Regions from separate parts of the Mus musculus genome. Here region 2 is linked to region 1. Evidence: chromatin contacts called from public promoter capture Hi-C data. All regions are on one chromosome and are shown on one strand. The core of a region is the stretch at or near the end of the contact, and the rest is flanking DNA. Distances in the headings are between cores, read along the strand shown. Region 1 holds the start of Mfsd4b1 (major facilitator superfamily domain containing 4B1). Region 2 has its middle 16 kb from the start of Gm31992.

Region 1 (7,597 bases), core at 3,695-6,194:
ATCAACAGAACAAATTTAGTGTTGTAGACTTCCTTCCTCCATGTTGGGACTAGGGTGTGGTGAAGAAGAAACCAGAACGGTCTGCCAAACTCCTTCCCCTCACTTTTACCCTTGCACAAAGTGTGGCTCTGATTTAAAAGATGCCTGAGGGGCTGGGGTAAAGATGTGGGAGGTCCAGGTTCACAAACCCAGCACCCCCATGGTGATACTTCTGTTTCTCTAGACATGCTCATACATAAATTAGGAAAACTTCCCAGGGGAAAGAGCCATGTGATGCATTCCTGGAAATATTCTGTTGGTCTGCAAGCATCTGGCGTGGTGGATGCCAAGCCTGTCTTACCAAGGGTTTCAAGCATGTATAGCATGTATATTTAAGTTCATATGTCTCCTGTCACAAGACTAACTGGGGGTGGGGGGTGGGAGGAGACCTCTGAGTCCCCAGTGGATTCATGAGAGTGGCTTCCTCACTGCTGAACCTCTGGCTCCTCTCTGCCCACTCTGCTACTGTGGCCTTCTCATCCTGGTGAACTGTGTGCTGTTGCAGAGGACTTCCTACAGCTCCCACTGCTTGCGATGGATTTGGGGGTAAAGGAGCTGCTGAGGCTGCACCGGAACAACTTAAAGTTTGTGCAAGAAGAATGACAAAAGTTTCTTTCCCCCCCCCAAATGCTATTCAAGCACTAAAGTCTCAAGCGAAGACAAGTTACAGCCATTGTGACAGTCTGACTGTGGCAGAATACAGGAAAACAACAGCCCTGTATTAATGACCCTACTGGTGTGCTTTTAAAGCCATGTAAGTAAAAGGAATTTGGACTAGGCTTATTAAGCTGTTTCTATATGGCTCAGCAGGTAAGGGCACCTGCTGCTAAGACTAACAACCAGAATTCAGTCCCTTGGACCCACATAATTGGAAGGAGTGAATGGACTCTCTGGAGTTGTCCCCTGATGGCCATGTGAACACCACGTTGCAAACACACACACACACACACACACACTACATTGAAAACCTGAATTCTAAAAACTACAAGTTCAGATATCTTTCCAGGGGATTTCCCTGTAGAATATGTAGGAATCGGATCCTGTCTATGGACTATTGCTTGTTAGTGTAGCATCCTTCAACCTTGGCTCCAGCACGTGCCGGGCACAGCATGGAGAGGGAGAGCACTGCGGGGCAGGTTTGCAGACTGTTTTATCTTTTCACAGCTGCTTAGCTCCTACACACAGCGTGCAGTTCACCAGACAGTGCTTCCATGAACTTGCTCACGTGGAGCTTCTAGAAACACATAGGGTTTTAAAACCATAAATACAGTGAAAGAAGCAGATGCTGAAGCCAAAACCAAGAGAGAGGAATCCAAATGGAAATCAGAACTACCCAGCCACTCTTGAAATGATCCAAAAGGTGGTATAGTAGGGACCAGTTGGAAAACCATTGGACAGATTTCAGGAGTGTCTTCAGTAGAACTCCAACACATAACACACTCTCTTTGCTTTTGGAAAGGTTCTGAAGAGCTACAGGCACCTCAAAATTAACAATTGGGGCAGGATATGTAGCTCAATGGGTAGAGTACTTGCCTAGCTTTTATGAAACCCTGGGCTCCTTCACAGTACATAAATGGAGCATGCTCGTACACACCTGTCACCCCAGTACCTGCCAGGTCAGGTTGGGAGGATCACGAGTTCAAGGTCATTATCAGCTACAAAATGAGTTCAAGACCAGCCTGGGGTAGAGATTTTGTCAAAAGGAGGAGGGGGGAGGGAAAGAAAGAGGAGGAGGAAGAAGAAGTGGAAGAGGAGGAAGAGAAAGAAGAGGAAGAAGAGGAGGAAGAGGAGGAAAGGAAGAAGAGGAGGAGGAGGAGAGAGGAGGGAGGAGTAAAAGGATGAAAGAAAATTTCTTTTAGTTTTTTATTAAAGGCAGGAAACATGAACCATAATTTATTTAAATTTTTCTTTGATTATCAAGGAACCATGAAAGCACAAAAGAAGTCAATTGATATGGAGTTTTTCTTCCTCTAGAAGATAAACTTAAATCTAAGGAACAATATCTTACAAAATCCTGGGAGATTTTTGTCTGTTATTTTCTGCTAATTTCAAAAAAAGCAATCAAATGCCTGTTAAATATTTTTTTACAGATTTAATTATTTAACTATTCCTTAATTATGTGTACAGATGTGCTGTGCACAGGAGATACTCAGGTCCCCAGAAGGACAAAGGCATCAGGTCCCTCCATAGCTGGAGTCACTGGGGGTTATAGACAGCCCAGCCTAGGTACTAAGGAACAAATGGTGCTCCCTGCAAGAGCAGTACGCTGCACCACCTCTCCAGCAACTAGTCATTGGTTTTAAAATACCTCTTATCTGGTAGTTTTGGTTTCTTGCCATGGAAAATACTAACCCATAAGAAAAGTGTAGAGTAAATTTTGACCTTTTAAAGGTTTGACTTCTGCAGCCATTTCAAACTGTTGGACAAACTTGGTGTGGGGGAAGGAGTTCGGGGGTGAGAGAATGTCTGCGTAATTCACAGCATTTGAAAGTTTAGTCTGACTTTAAAAGATGTCACAGTAGGGCTGAAATTTGGTAAAACTTAAGTGCTGATTTTCAGTTTGCCATGAAAAGCTTCCAAAGTTTCTAGTTTAATGTTGTGCCTCAGTGCAGTCTTACAGACTTCCTGCAGTTATCCTCAGCCGTGCTTCAGAACAGTTTTGATGTTCTTAATTCTAATACATAGGACTTCAGACTACATACAGTGTTGATGGATGTAGAACTTACTGAACTAATGATTTTCTTCAGGAAAACAAAAGATACCTTTTTTTTGTTTTGTTTTTGAGATAGAGCCCCATGTAGCTCAGGGTGGCCTCAAACTCTCTATATAGCTGAGGATGGTCCTAAACCCTAATTCTTCTACCTCACTTCCTATGTGCTGGGATTGCAGGTGTGTGTCACCATGCCAAACTTGGACACTTCTTTACATCAGCAATCACTCTTACAGCCATTGTGGACCTTAACCACCGTCATACCAGCCAAGACCAATGGGAGTCTAAGTTTATTGAGCACCTATTGCATGAAGTGTATTGTTTGATCTTGGTCCATTTCAGTGTCTTGGCACTATCCTCTTAGGGGCTATCGTAACTGACTCCGGGTATACTGTATTACCTCAAGAGTCATGAATGTTTTTCTGTACCCATAGAAACTTATGTAACAAAACATGAGGAAAGCTTAAAGAACTATGAAAAATAACCTGCCATTGACATTTTCAATTCCACAAATGGACCAAATAGAAAGAGACTCTTGGGTAGGACACTGTAACTGACCTTAACGTCAACAAACTACAAACTAAGACAAAGTTCAGGAGAAAGGGACTGAGCAGACAGGCACTCAGCCCACTAGGCTGCCACTGCCCAGAAATGGGCAACAGTGATAACTGACCTACTATCAAAATCTGCTCCTTCTGAACTTGACTTTCTTGTTCTGTCTTTAAGTCCTGACTCAGATGTTCCTGCAACATCACTTTGTATAAAGAAGAAGCAAAAATGAACTTTTCCAGCTTTTTCTTTTTAATAGGAGTAACAAGACCTACAGGCTAATAAATTGGAACTTAGAAGAAATCCCTTAACTAAAGCTTCTAATTGACTTACATTTCAAGAACTACCGATTCTAATTGTACCATTGTGCTCCAAAGTTAATTGTGCACCTTACCTAGACAGCATTGGTACGAACCAGAGTGAGCGCAGGTTCGCAATAAGTAGCTCACACACGAAGAGTGAAAACACTTCACGTCTTCCAAAGACTCAAAACCCAGCCCAGGGAGCGAGCGCTCAGTAAGCATCTGCAGGGATTTCTTTATCCCGTCCCATTAGTACAATCTAAGAAATGAGTGTGGCTCAGAGTCTAGAAGAGAGTAAGCTATTCTCCTCTGGGGACTCACCCTCTCGACCCTGTTGGCCTACAACCATGAAGTGATAGGGAATGGGGAGCTTTGCCACAAACACTGAATTGGGGGTAGCTCCAGGATCTGTAAAAAGCGCATACAGCCTTGTACTTTGCTCCATGAAAATCACTTATACAATGGAAGTTAGTTTGAAGAGGGCTGTACCAGAGTAAGGGCTGCGCTTGACTCAACCGCTTAAACATTTGTATGAACAAGAAAAAGTCATTTTGCTCTTGCCATTATATCTGTAAAATCTGTAAAAATCAAGCAGTTGGTGTAATTTAATCAAGCCACTAGAAAGAGAGCCCCCACCCCAGCCAAGTATTTCTCTGTATAATAATTAAGGTGTAGGGGACAGTGGCTACAGATCCTGGCATTCTCTTTTTTTGTCTCCCTAGTACTAAGAGGAGCCCTACAAAGATAGATTGTAGGGGGAAATCATGTTAGGCAAAAATCACCCGCGCTCTTGACAGTGACCCTCGGTGATTAGAATAGTGCCTATGTGTTAAGCGGATGAAACTGAAGCCCCAGCGATCAAGGTCACACAACATGCAGGCAGCGAATGTGAGAGTCCAGCTGGGAAGGGCAGGTCCCCTGCAGGAGGCTCGCGCCCCAGCCTGGGAGGGGTGCAGCCTCGGCTCTCACCAGCCCCAGGAAGGCGGCATACATGACCGCGGTGGAGAACCAGCGCAGCACGCTCCTGGTCCGGCCACTCCGCCGGGAAGCCACCGTGGCCTGCTCGCTCTCCGCCCGGGTCTCCGCCTGGTGGAGCCTCTGTGCCGCAGCCACCGGCCCGACGCTCCCGGTCTTCACGTCCAGCTCCAGCTTGGCGGCTGCGGAGAGCTACTGGGGGCCGGTGCACCCTCTGGGGCTCGGCACTCAGGCTCCTCCAGTCTCCGAGGTCCCTCCTGATAGCACTGTCCCCAGGGACCGTCCTGACTCAAGACCTCCGGCGGCTGGACTTCGACCCTGGCCCCAGCTGGCCACCGAGTTATGTTCACTCTCCATCTTGCAGAATCGTGGCGGTTCCCGTGACAGAGTCAGGCCACTAGCCAACCTGGAGTCAAACCGGAAGTCATGGTGGTTGCCTAGGAAACGGAGCTCAGCGCGTGTTAGAGCTGCTACTGCAGCCTAGCTACTGCTTCTATAAAGTGTGCTGCTAACTCTTGAGGGAACACGCCAGTGCTAGCTGGGAGGTCGTCTTTACACGCCCCACCCCTACCCTCCGTCCACACCTGAGCTTTCCAGGTCTTTTATTCAACTTTCAGGCTAGTGATACCTGCTGAAGCTCCGGAATAGGCTCCTGGAGCCACATCAATCCTCCCCACGCTCCTTTCTCACCTTAGCCCGGGTGTCCAGAGAGAATCCAAGCACAGAGAGAACATACAGTTCCCCAAGATCAGTCAGCAATCACGGGCCTAGTCAACGGCCAAATAGCTCAAGACACATGTGTGGGTTCAAATTTGTGGTTTCAAAAGCACGGCAGTTCAAATTTCCACAAATGATTAGAGCCTGGCAATGCCTGAGAAAGGCTGTACAGCTGTCGGGATTTGTTCCGTTTGCTATACTCAAGTTACACAACAATGTAACTTTATCATCTATCTGAAAAATGCTCTTTCCACCTGAAAACCTCCTTGATCTCTGTATTACTGATCACTTATACCGAGAAAAACATTCTTTCATAAGATGGTCAAGAAGAAAGCTGGAAGAATGTTTTGTTTTGTTTAAAACAAACAAACAAAATCAACCATGTTCCTGTAAATTATCCACTTGGAGAAAACCTGACTTCTGTTAAAGGTTGCTTATTATCTGATAAATTTTAATTTTAATTACAGAACAAGTCATTATGTTTAATGGCATTTTAAAAAGGCTAAAAGTTTGTAATCTGTGATGTCATTTAATCTAGTAGATATTGACATACCAGAACATGCTGACCACTCAGGTCACTGAGAAAATCAGGAAAATAAAAAATACGACAAAAAGACAAAATGTTACTGGCCTGTAAAAGAAACATTTATTTCCTCATGATGGGATGGGATGAAAAGAGAGCCATACACAGCTGTGCGAATACACAGCTTGGGCTGAGCCCACGGATTTCCGTTCTCTGTTCTATGTATCCCTAGCCCTAGGCCTGGAAACTTTTAGCCTAGATACAATCTAATCTAGAATGCTTTAGATTTGCTGCTGCATAAACTCACCCTTTCCAGTTCTTTCTGAACTCTGGCTGGCTGGTTCAACTCAGCTCTTCTGGCTCAAACTCCTCTCCAAGCTGACTGATTCAATCTGGCTTCTCTCAGCTTCCCACTGATTCGCTCTGCTTGGCCTCTAACAATTTGGCAATTTGTTCTAATCTTCTGGCTCCTTATTTTCTGGCTCTGCTGGCCTGCATGCACTGCACAAATGGAACGGAACTCATGAATGAACTCTGCTGAACTCAACTGCACTGCAGGAGTTGAACGGACTAAGCTGATTCACTCCCTCTGGCCCAGCCCCAGTCTCTTCGATGCTCCTTTCCTGTCAGTTGGGTGCATCCTATCTCTGGCTCATTCTGTCAACTCTTTCTCTGATTCATCACTTTGTCTGTCCCTCAAGTAGATGTCATTGATTGGGATTAAAGGTGTGCACTAAAGACAGGTTTGTATTCCGGTCAGAGGGATTAAAAGTGTGTCCTCCAGGCAATTCACACAGACCTGTTCTTTTCCTTTCCTAAGCTAATGTGATCTCTGGCCAGAGCAGCCATGTTGCTGGATTAAAATTCCTCTACACTGGCCCTAAGCAGGATAAAATAATTTTTAAGTGAAAACAAACTGATTCTAACTTACTCATAAAGCCTAACTTGAGAATTATAACTCACAGTATCAGATTTAGGATTGAAAGTTATCAGTCTCTTATAGATAAATATAAACATAGACTCTTAAAATTCAGGTTTTTAAAAATCTCTAATTCAGAGTCTTCTGTCTTTTTTAAAAATCATTCTAAAGATAGCTCACCCTCACACTCCACTGTCCCTCTCCCAACAGTCCACCCTGAGCTGGGACTCCCTGATACCTCTGGTCTGTGCATGCTCAGCTGTCTATGGATCTCCCAGACAATTCTGTCAGCTCCTCCAGCCATGGCTTTGGTCTAAGACTCAGTATTCAAGTCTGTCGAGACTTTATTTTCCACAGGCTGAATACCAGCACTCAAACCATCATCCCTGGTGATGGCTTACTTTGAAATCTTAAAATCCAGCTTTCCCTCACCTGAGCTGCTGTGGGGTCTATGGCACCTCCATGACTGCCTCAGTGGTAAGCCCACCGCTTGATGGCATGGTGTTTTCTCCACAAAATTAAATAACTCTAGCTTCCTTAACCTGTTAACAAAATGGTTACATATGTTCTCTGACAGTTTCATACGTGACTAGTGCAGGATGTTTGGCCTCACCCCCACCCTCTCTTATCTTCCTCCTTCTTTGTCACACTCCCCCCTCCCCCGTCCCTTTCTCCACATTCATGTCTTTTAGTTTTGTATTGTGGCCCAATGATTTTAACCAGGACTCTCTGTAGCCACAGAGTTGGAGCTATCATTTAGAACATCGTGGGCTCAGTTTTCTTCTCTCAAGTTACTCATTTCTACACACACACACACACACACACACACACGATTTCTCACATCTTGGGGGGAAAGGCACATA
Region 2 (7,569 bases), core at 176-2,675, 150 kb after region 1:
CTGCCTGGGGAAGAAGGGAGGTTCCAGGTAGGCTAGGAAGATGAGTAGGGGGTCACTGAGTATGTAAACAGACCATACAAAAGCAGGGAGCTTTATGTTTTTTGTTTTTTGGTTTTTCAAGACAGGGTTTCTCTGTATAGCCCTGGCTGTCCTAGAACTCACTTTGTAGGCCAGGCTGGCCTCCAACTCAGAAATCCTCCCGAGTGCTGGGATTAAAGGTGTGTGCCACCACGCCCGGCAGCAGGGAGCTTTAAAGAGCATTTCTTTTTTTAAGGAGAATTAGGAAGCTGCAGATTTATACTCTGGGTGTGGTAGACATAGACCTATAATTCCAGAGGCAGGTGGATCTCTATGAATTTGAGACTAGCCTATATGGCAAGTTCCAGGCAAGCCAGGGGCTACAGGATGAGACCCTATCTCAAAACAGAAGAGGAGGAGAGAAAGAAGGAAAGAAAGAAAGGGAAGGGAAGGGGAAAGGGAAGAAAGAAAGGATGGTATTTTAAATATACTTGGCCCAGGGAGTGGCACTGTTAGGAGGTATGGCCTTATTGAACTAGGTGTGGCCTTGTTGGAGGAAGTATGACTCTGAGACCCTCCTAGCTGCCTGAAAACAGTCTGCTCCTAGCTTCCTTTGGATGAAGACGTAGAACCCTCAGCTACTCCAGCACCATGCCTGCCTGGATGCTGCCTTGCTCCCTACCTTGATGATAATGGATGAACAGAACTTGTAAGCCAGCCCCAATTAAATGTTGTCCTTTATAAGAGTTCTTAGTCATGGTGTCTGCTCACAGCAATGGAAACCCTAATTAAGGCAGAAAGAAAAAAAGAAAAAAAGAAAGAAAGGAAGGAAGGAAGGAAGGAAGGAAGGAAGAAAGAAAGAAAGAAAGAAAGAAAGAAAGAAAGAAAGAAAGAAAGAAAGAGAAAGAAAGAAAAAGAGAAGAAAAAGGCCAGTGTGATTGAGCAGTAGAAGGAGAAGGAGACAGACAGGCTGGGAACAGATTATGGAAAGTCTTTCCTACCACACAAGAAGTGTGGCCACTATGTGAATGCAATCTCACTGGGAGTGGAGAGATGGCTCCTGCTCTTCTGCAGCTAGCTGTTCGATCAAACTTTGTATGTTGATAGATAGGATAAAAGCTGGGACGCTGAAGGGTGAGGGGAAGTTGGCAGAAGGCTGGAGGAGAGAGCTGGCAGAGCAGACAGAGGGAGAGAGGGCCGGAGGGTGGGGAAGGAGTCAGGGTGGACAGCACAATCCCGGGTGGGACTGCTAGGTGGGTGGTAGCACTATTAACAGAGACAGGGAGTCCAAAGCGAGCAGAGCAGTGGGTTTGGCAGGGAAACCTCACGTTCACTTCAGACTGTTTGATGTCCCTGGGTGCTTGCCAGCAGATACCAGCAAGGCAGTTTCTGTTTGTTTACTCAGTGCTTGGGGATAGGATCCAGGGCTCACCCACACTCAGCAAGGCTCCTGCCTCCTAGCTATACCCACTGACAGAGACTACAGAGAGGGAGGTAGAGGCCAACTAAGGACATTTGGCACAGGTAGGGACACACCTGCAGGTGAAAAAACAAAACAGTTACCAAAAGATGTGTGTGTGTGTGTGTGTGTGTGTGTGTGTGTGTGTGATTGTGAGTTGCCAACCTAAAAGAACTGAGAAGAATGGGTGAGTCAAAAATTGGACATAGGTGAGATGGAAAAAATCTTTAAGGAGCCATAGCTACCCAAGAACAACCAATTCTCCCGTGAATTACAAACACTGTGGTGAAGGTGAACCAGTGCGGCACAAATTCTTTTCTAGTACAGAGACCTTGGCTTCTGGTAGCCTTCTTCTAGACAGTTTGCTTGCCGTGATCCAGTAAAGAAGGTAATATATTGCTTTAAGAGTTTGTTTTCTAAGCCGGGCATGTGTCTTTAATCCCCACACTCAGGAGGCAGAAGCAGAAGCTGGTGGATCTCTGTGAGTTCGAGGCCAGCGTGGTCTGCAGAGAGTTCCGGGACTGCCAGAACTATGTGGAGCAAACCCTGTCTCGAAAAATAAACAAGCAAGCAAACAAACAAACAAGCAAACAAAGAGTTCATTTTCTGGGGACTAGGGAAATGGCTCAGCAATAAGAGCACTGGCATTCGCATTGGCGGCTCAAAAAACATCTTCATTTAAGTCCAATTCCAAGAGAGTCTGTCGCCCTCTTTCTGGCCACTATGAGCACTGCACACATATGATGAACAGACATCTGAGTGTATAAAACTTAAACACACAAAAATATTTTAAAAACAAAGCAAAGTTCATTTTTGTAAGTGGGTGGTGGTGGTACATACCTTTAATCTCAGCTCTTGGGAGGTAAAGGCAGACAGATCTCTGTGAGTGAGTTTGTGTCCAACTTACTCACACTGTCCTTGAACTCATAGCCAAAGGCACCCTTCAAACTTGTAATTTCAGTTTCCCTTAAGTAGCTGGGATTACACACCTGCACTACCAGGCCCAGCTCATAGTTGTTTTCGAAAACATAACTTATTAGAGCAGGATACAACATAGTAGAAAATAAATAATAAATAAAAATGAAAAAATATAATGAAAAGTGTGAGTGGACACACCCCTGTGGCTGCAAACACCCTGGAGGCTGAAATGGAGCTGTTTGAGCCCAGGAGTTCAAGATCAGTCACACAACATAGCAAGACTCTGTTTCAAAAAAAGAAAGAAAGAAAAGAAAAAGAAAACCTGTATCCTCGTCCCTGGCCCTAACTCTCAATCATATCACTTGGTTTTCAAGTCTGCTGGCATTGTGTGTTCTAACAGAGATTGTCAGTGTACCTATAAGTACTCATTTACAAAGAAATACTCTAGGTGATGTGCACCTTTCTTTTTTTTAAGATTTATTTATTATATGTAAGTACACTATTGCTGTTTTCAGACATACCAGAAGAGGGCACCAGATCTTGTGATCTCATTTCGGGTGGTTGTGGGCCACCATGTGGTTGCTGGGATTTGAACTCAGGATCTTCAGAAGAGCAGTCAGTGCTCTTAACCGCTGAGCCATCTCTCCGGCCCGTGATGCGCACCTTTAATCCCAGTACCCAAGATGTCTGTGAGATCAGCCTGGTGGATCAGCAAGCTCCACTCTAGCCATTGTGAGACCCTGACTCAAAAACAAAAGCAATTTAATCCCCAAGCAAAGAAATGCTGTTCTTTTTCTTCCTCTGTTGGTAGGAAACAGAACTGCCTGCACCTTTGTTCACGTTGTTAACTTTGAGGTTTTCTTGTGGTTTTACTAGAGTTCAAACAAGACTCCAGTTCATTTCAGCTCCATCCCTGGCAGACCAACGGGAAGCAACTGCATCAGCTTCTCCATCTTCTGTGTCTGCGATGACCAGGATGCAAAGGTACCTGCAGCAGCGAACCTTGAACCTCTTTATCCTCCACCCGAGGAGCCATCTGCCCCACCCCCTTATGTTATCATTTTATCTCATCTTTGAAGCTTGAGGATCATTGTCTTAGAAGAAAAAGAGTCAGTCCTGTGAGGTCAGCTACATGGGAGGAAAGGAAGTTTTAAAGAAAGTAAGGAAACCTAAAGTTAAAGTAAAATAAAATAAAACTTAGGTCCTCCCGCATCTTGAAGGAAAGACAAAAAATAAGAAGAAAATAGTTCTGAATCAGAATGTAGGAGAACAGAGCCAGGCCAGCCTTTCATTCACACAGGGTCTCAATGTGAGGCCTGGATGGCCTGGAATGACTGGCTCTCTACCAGGCCCAAGCATTGCAAACATGACACTGACAGATCTCTCTCTTCTTGTTTCCCTCTCGATTGCTAAACCTTAAATTACATTCCTCAAGCTAGTCACTAAGGTCTATTCCCTTATTTGGCCATTTCCTTATGCCTATCTCATTCTGAGGTCCATGTACTGGCTGGCTGTGTGTCAACTTGACAGAAACTAGAGTCATTAGAGAGTAAGGAGCCTCAGTTGAGGAAAAGCCTCCATGAGATCCAGCTGTCCATCAATTTTCTCAATTAGTGATCAGTAGGAGAAGGCCCAGCCCATTGTGGGTAGTGTCATTGCTGGGCTGATGGTCCTGAGTTCTGTAAGAAAGCAGGCAGAACAAGCCAGGAGGCAAGCTAGCACAAGCACCCCTTTATGGCCTCTGCACCAGCTCCTGCCTCTAAGATCCTACCCTGTGTGAATTCCTGTCCTGACTTCCTTTGGTGATGACCAGCAACATGGAAGTGTAAGCTGAATAAACCTTTCTCTTCCCAACTTGCTTTTTTGCCATGCTGTTTCGTTGTGTTGTGTCCAAGATCACAATAAATCCCCAGGAGAACTCTAAGAACTGTTGATCCGATATAGTGAAACAAGAGAGTCTTTTATTAATTTGAGTCAGACTCAAATCACAAACCTTCCCACTGCACAGGACAGGAGTGGGACCCTGTGCCTAGAGGTTTGGCGTTTTTATATGAGCATAATCAAGGATTCTTTGGATTTTAGGGTGACAGGGGGAGTGACAAGGGAAGTCATCTTTCAAACACGATATCGTTTGTTCAGGCAGTGGGGCAGAATCGCACAACTAGGAGGGGGGAACTTTTCTGACCTGGGAAGTAACTTTATGGTGCTATTGGGAGCTAGTGCGTTTTCACAACTAGCCACTGCTGTTTGTGGATGTTTGATTACCCTCCTCTCGAGGCCCAAACGTGAGACTCTTATCTCTTCAAGGATGTTTGATCTTCTCTTTTCTCAAGGACAGGTACCAGCTACTTTGGGAAGTACTTAACCATCTATCAGTCAGAGTACCAGCCTCAGCAAACGGGAGCTGAAGAAGGCTGCTGTTTGTCTATTCTCAAGCTGGCATCTGTTGCTGCGGGTGGAGAGTTATTAGGGAATGCCTCTATGAAAATGGGAATAGCAATATTCCGGTGCCAAATCGGGTCCTTTCTGAAAGGCTGGGGAGGGGAGGGAAGCCCTTTGTTAGCTATGGGAAAGAGCAAGGGGGGGGGGTTTCTGCAAGCAGCGAGAAAGTGCAGAGGCAGGTTGCCTGTATCTTTTCATGTCCCCCTCCCCCCCCCCCCCATTTGTGACTTCAGAGGCCAATCTTAGACTCTACAAACTTAGATTGTCTGCACTGGCTGGCTGATATTTTGGGACCTTATCACTATTAGTTGAATGGCCCTCAGTCTCTGCTTCACATACAGCAAAAGCTTATTGATGATGCATGGCCCAAAAGTGAGCAACAGTAAAATCAGGGGTCTCATGATTGTGGAAATAAGGGTAGTTAGCCAGGGGGAAGTATTGAACAGCAAATGATACTAACTTTTGGAGTTCTCTCATTCTCTTTGGCGCCCATCTATGCTTTCTCTAACTTTAGCTAGTGACTCCCTAATAACTCCAGAATGGCTGACATAGAAACAGCATTCTTCGTGCAGAGCAGCACCTCCCTGTTGTAGGAACACTAAGTCTAACCCTCACCTGTTCTGCAGCACCACCCCAGCCAGAGAGTCTATATTGCACTCTAGGTGTGCAACGGATTTTTTTCAGGCATTGGATGCCCTCATCTATGTCTGCTTTTAAACAGATGTTATTCTTTTCCTGCAACAACAGTGCGGAGATCCCAGTACCCACTCCGGCTAGCCCTGCCCTTAGAATTACAGCTAAAGTCAGGGAGATAGCTTTCCTTTCCTGCCTCATGAGGTCCCCTCCAACACGCCCTCCTAGGCTCTTCAGGACTACTTCTTCTGAATAATAGGTTATGCATGGTACTAACTAGACTAGAATCCAGAACTCCTTTGTGGTAGAGGAATTAAGGACCTCTCCACACACACATATGGTCAGTCCCATTGAACAAGCCCACCATGCTTGCCCGTGGGGTAGGATAATCCATTTGGGATGGACAGTGAGTGCAGAGGTGTCGATGTGACAAGGGGACTTTCCCTAAGCAGGTGCTCTGTCCTGATATGGTCTGTAGAATTAAGGCTGTGCCTTCCCGGGACCACCTGCATGCAGTGTCCTTCTCGGACTCATCATATCTGGATACTAATTCAATACCTTCATAAAAAGGGGGTCTAGGGGCTGGTGAGATGGCTCAGTGGGTAAGAGCACCCGACTGCTCTTCCGAAGGTCCAGAGTTCAAATCCCAGCAACCACATGGTGGCTCACAACCATCCGTAACAAGATCTGACTCCCTCTTCTGGTGTGTCTGAAGACAGCTACAGTGTACTTACAAATAATAATAAATAAATCTTAAACAAAAAGGGGGGGGGGTCTAGCATTATACCATAACCAACAAGCAGTGGTTAGCTCTGGCTGGGAGTCATTCAGAATTTGGGAGGCCTTTAACATCATTGACCAGAAGGGGTCTACGGGCTCTGTGCCTTTCAGGAAAGATTATCGAGCTGAGGATCTCTGAAGGGGGAAAGGAGGGGGGAAGACTGGGAGCACGGTAGCCGCCAGTCTGAGGACTGGCATTGGCACAGGTTTTCCCCCTGCAGGGCTTCCTCCTACAGTTTTAGGGTTTATCAAAATCTGGTTTGGTCCTACAGCTACCTGTAGGGGGTTCACATTGGTTTTATCAAGAGTCTGACTGTAAAAAGGAGTCCCGGACTGACCCCTCTGATGACGTGGAGCCAGAGGCCCCAAGACCTCCCAGCTTCCACCCCTTTGCTTGTTTCCCTGTGTCTGTGAACCTCAGTAGAACTCTGGAGTCATCCCCCTGCTGGGCAACTGTGATAAGGTCTTCCCTTGACACCCTCCAAGTCCCGATCCCTGTGACCGATGTCTCACATCCCCAAGAAGCACAGTAAAATTGTTCTGGACCCCCACATGCAACAGGCCTCTTCTCCCTGGGACATATATAAAAAGCCCTCCATCAACATTGGAGGTATGAATGTCGTAAAGTCAGGCCATGAGTTATCGGCCAGCTGGCACAGATCAAAGGTCAAATCTGGGAACCAGAGGGTCCCAAGTGGCATTTTCATATAAGCCAGTTGAGCGAAGTAACCAGTCTCAGGATTCTAGATTGTCCAAGTCAAGTCATAAGGCTGGTGTGGGTTTCTGGTCTCTGAATGGAGGCTTGGGCTGGTGGCAGCAGTACACACAGCTAGTAAAAACAGCAAGCTTAAGACTGGGTTGATTTGCTGGGCAGTGGTGGCGCACGCCTTTAATCCCAGCACTTGGGAGGCAGAGGCAGGCAGATTTCTGAGTTCAAGGCCAGCCTGGTCTACAGAGTGAGTTCCAGGACAGCCAGGGATACACAGAGAAATCCTGTCTGGAAAAACCAAAAAAAAAAAAAAAAAAAAAAAAAAAAGACTGGGTTAATTTTAGCTTCAAAGGATTGGGTTAATTTTAGCTTGAAAGGATTGGTGGCCCTTTGAACTTTCTATTCCAGCGGCAGGGGATCTTCTTCTGGGGAGAGGGGATTAGCTGGTCTCACATAAGTGCAGTACACCCAGGCAGCAACCCCAGACACTTTAACAGCAGGTGGTGTGGTCAGCGAAACAATGTAGGGTCCTTTCCAGCACATTGAGGCAAAATCTCACATAGACCCAGTCTCCAGGTTGAAACTTGTTTGGTTCCGGAACCAGACCTGC

What was found. Promoter capture Hi-C pulls out the DNA fragments that hold promoters and counts their contacts.
Region 2: a contact with region 1 is called in a promoter capture Hi-C map of liver, with 2.7 times the contacts expected there. The contact joins the enhancer-like site here to the promoter of Mfsd4b1 in region 1. A contact is called at or near these places in 9 of 39 promoter capture datasets (the 3T3-L1 cell line, 3T3-L1-derived adipocytes, fetal liver and 5 more), 2 of 484 Hi-C or Micro-C datasets (bone marrow-derived macrophages and liver), 1 of 115 datasets of contacts at active chromatin or transcription factors (memory CD8 T cells) and 4 of 9 other capture datasets (adipose tissue, liver, macrophages and 1 more).

What each region holds. Positions count from the first base shown.
Region 1 is chr10:40,020,324-40,027,920 of GRCm38.p6, forward strand. Mfsd4b1 (major facilitator superfamily domain containing 4B1) reads right to left here and starts at 4,945. Exons shown (of 4, transcript NM_144821.4): 1 at 4,570-4,945. The coding sequence starts at 4,593.
Region 2 is chr10:40,176,411-40,183,979 of GRCm38.p6, forward strand. No RefSeq gene overlaps it. Among named protein-coding and RNA genes, the nearest start is that of Gm31992, 16 kb to the left of the region's middle. Within about 2 kb of position 1,426, at least 38 of the 459 cell types and tissues checked have an H3K27ac peak or open chromatin away from gene starts, as enhancers often do. A contact at or near this core is called in liver, memory CD8 T cells and pancreatic islet, where this site is marked.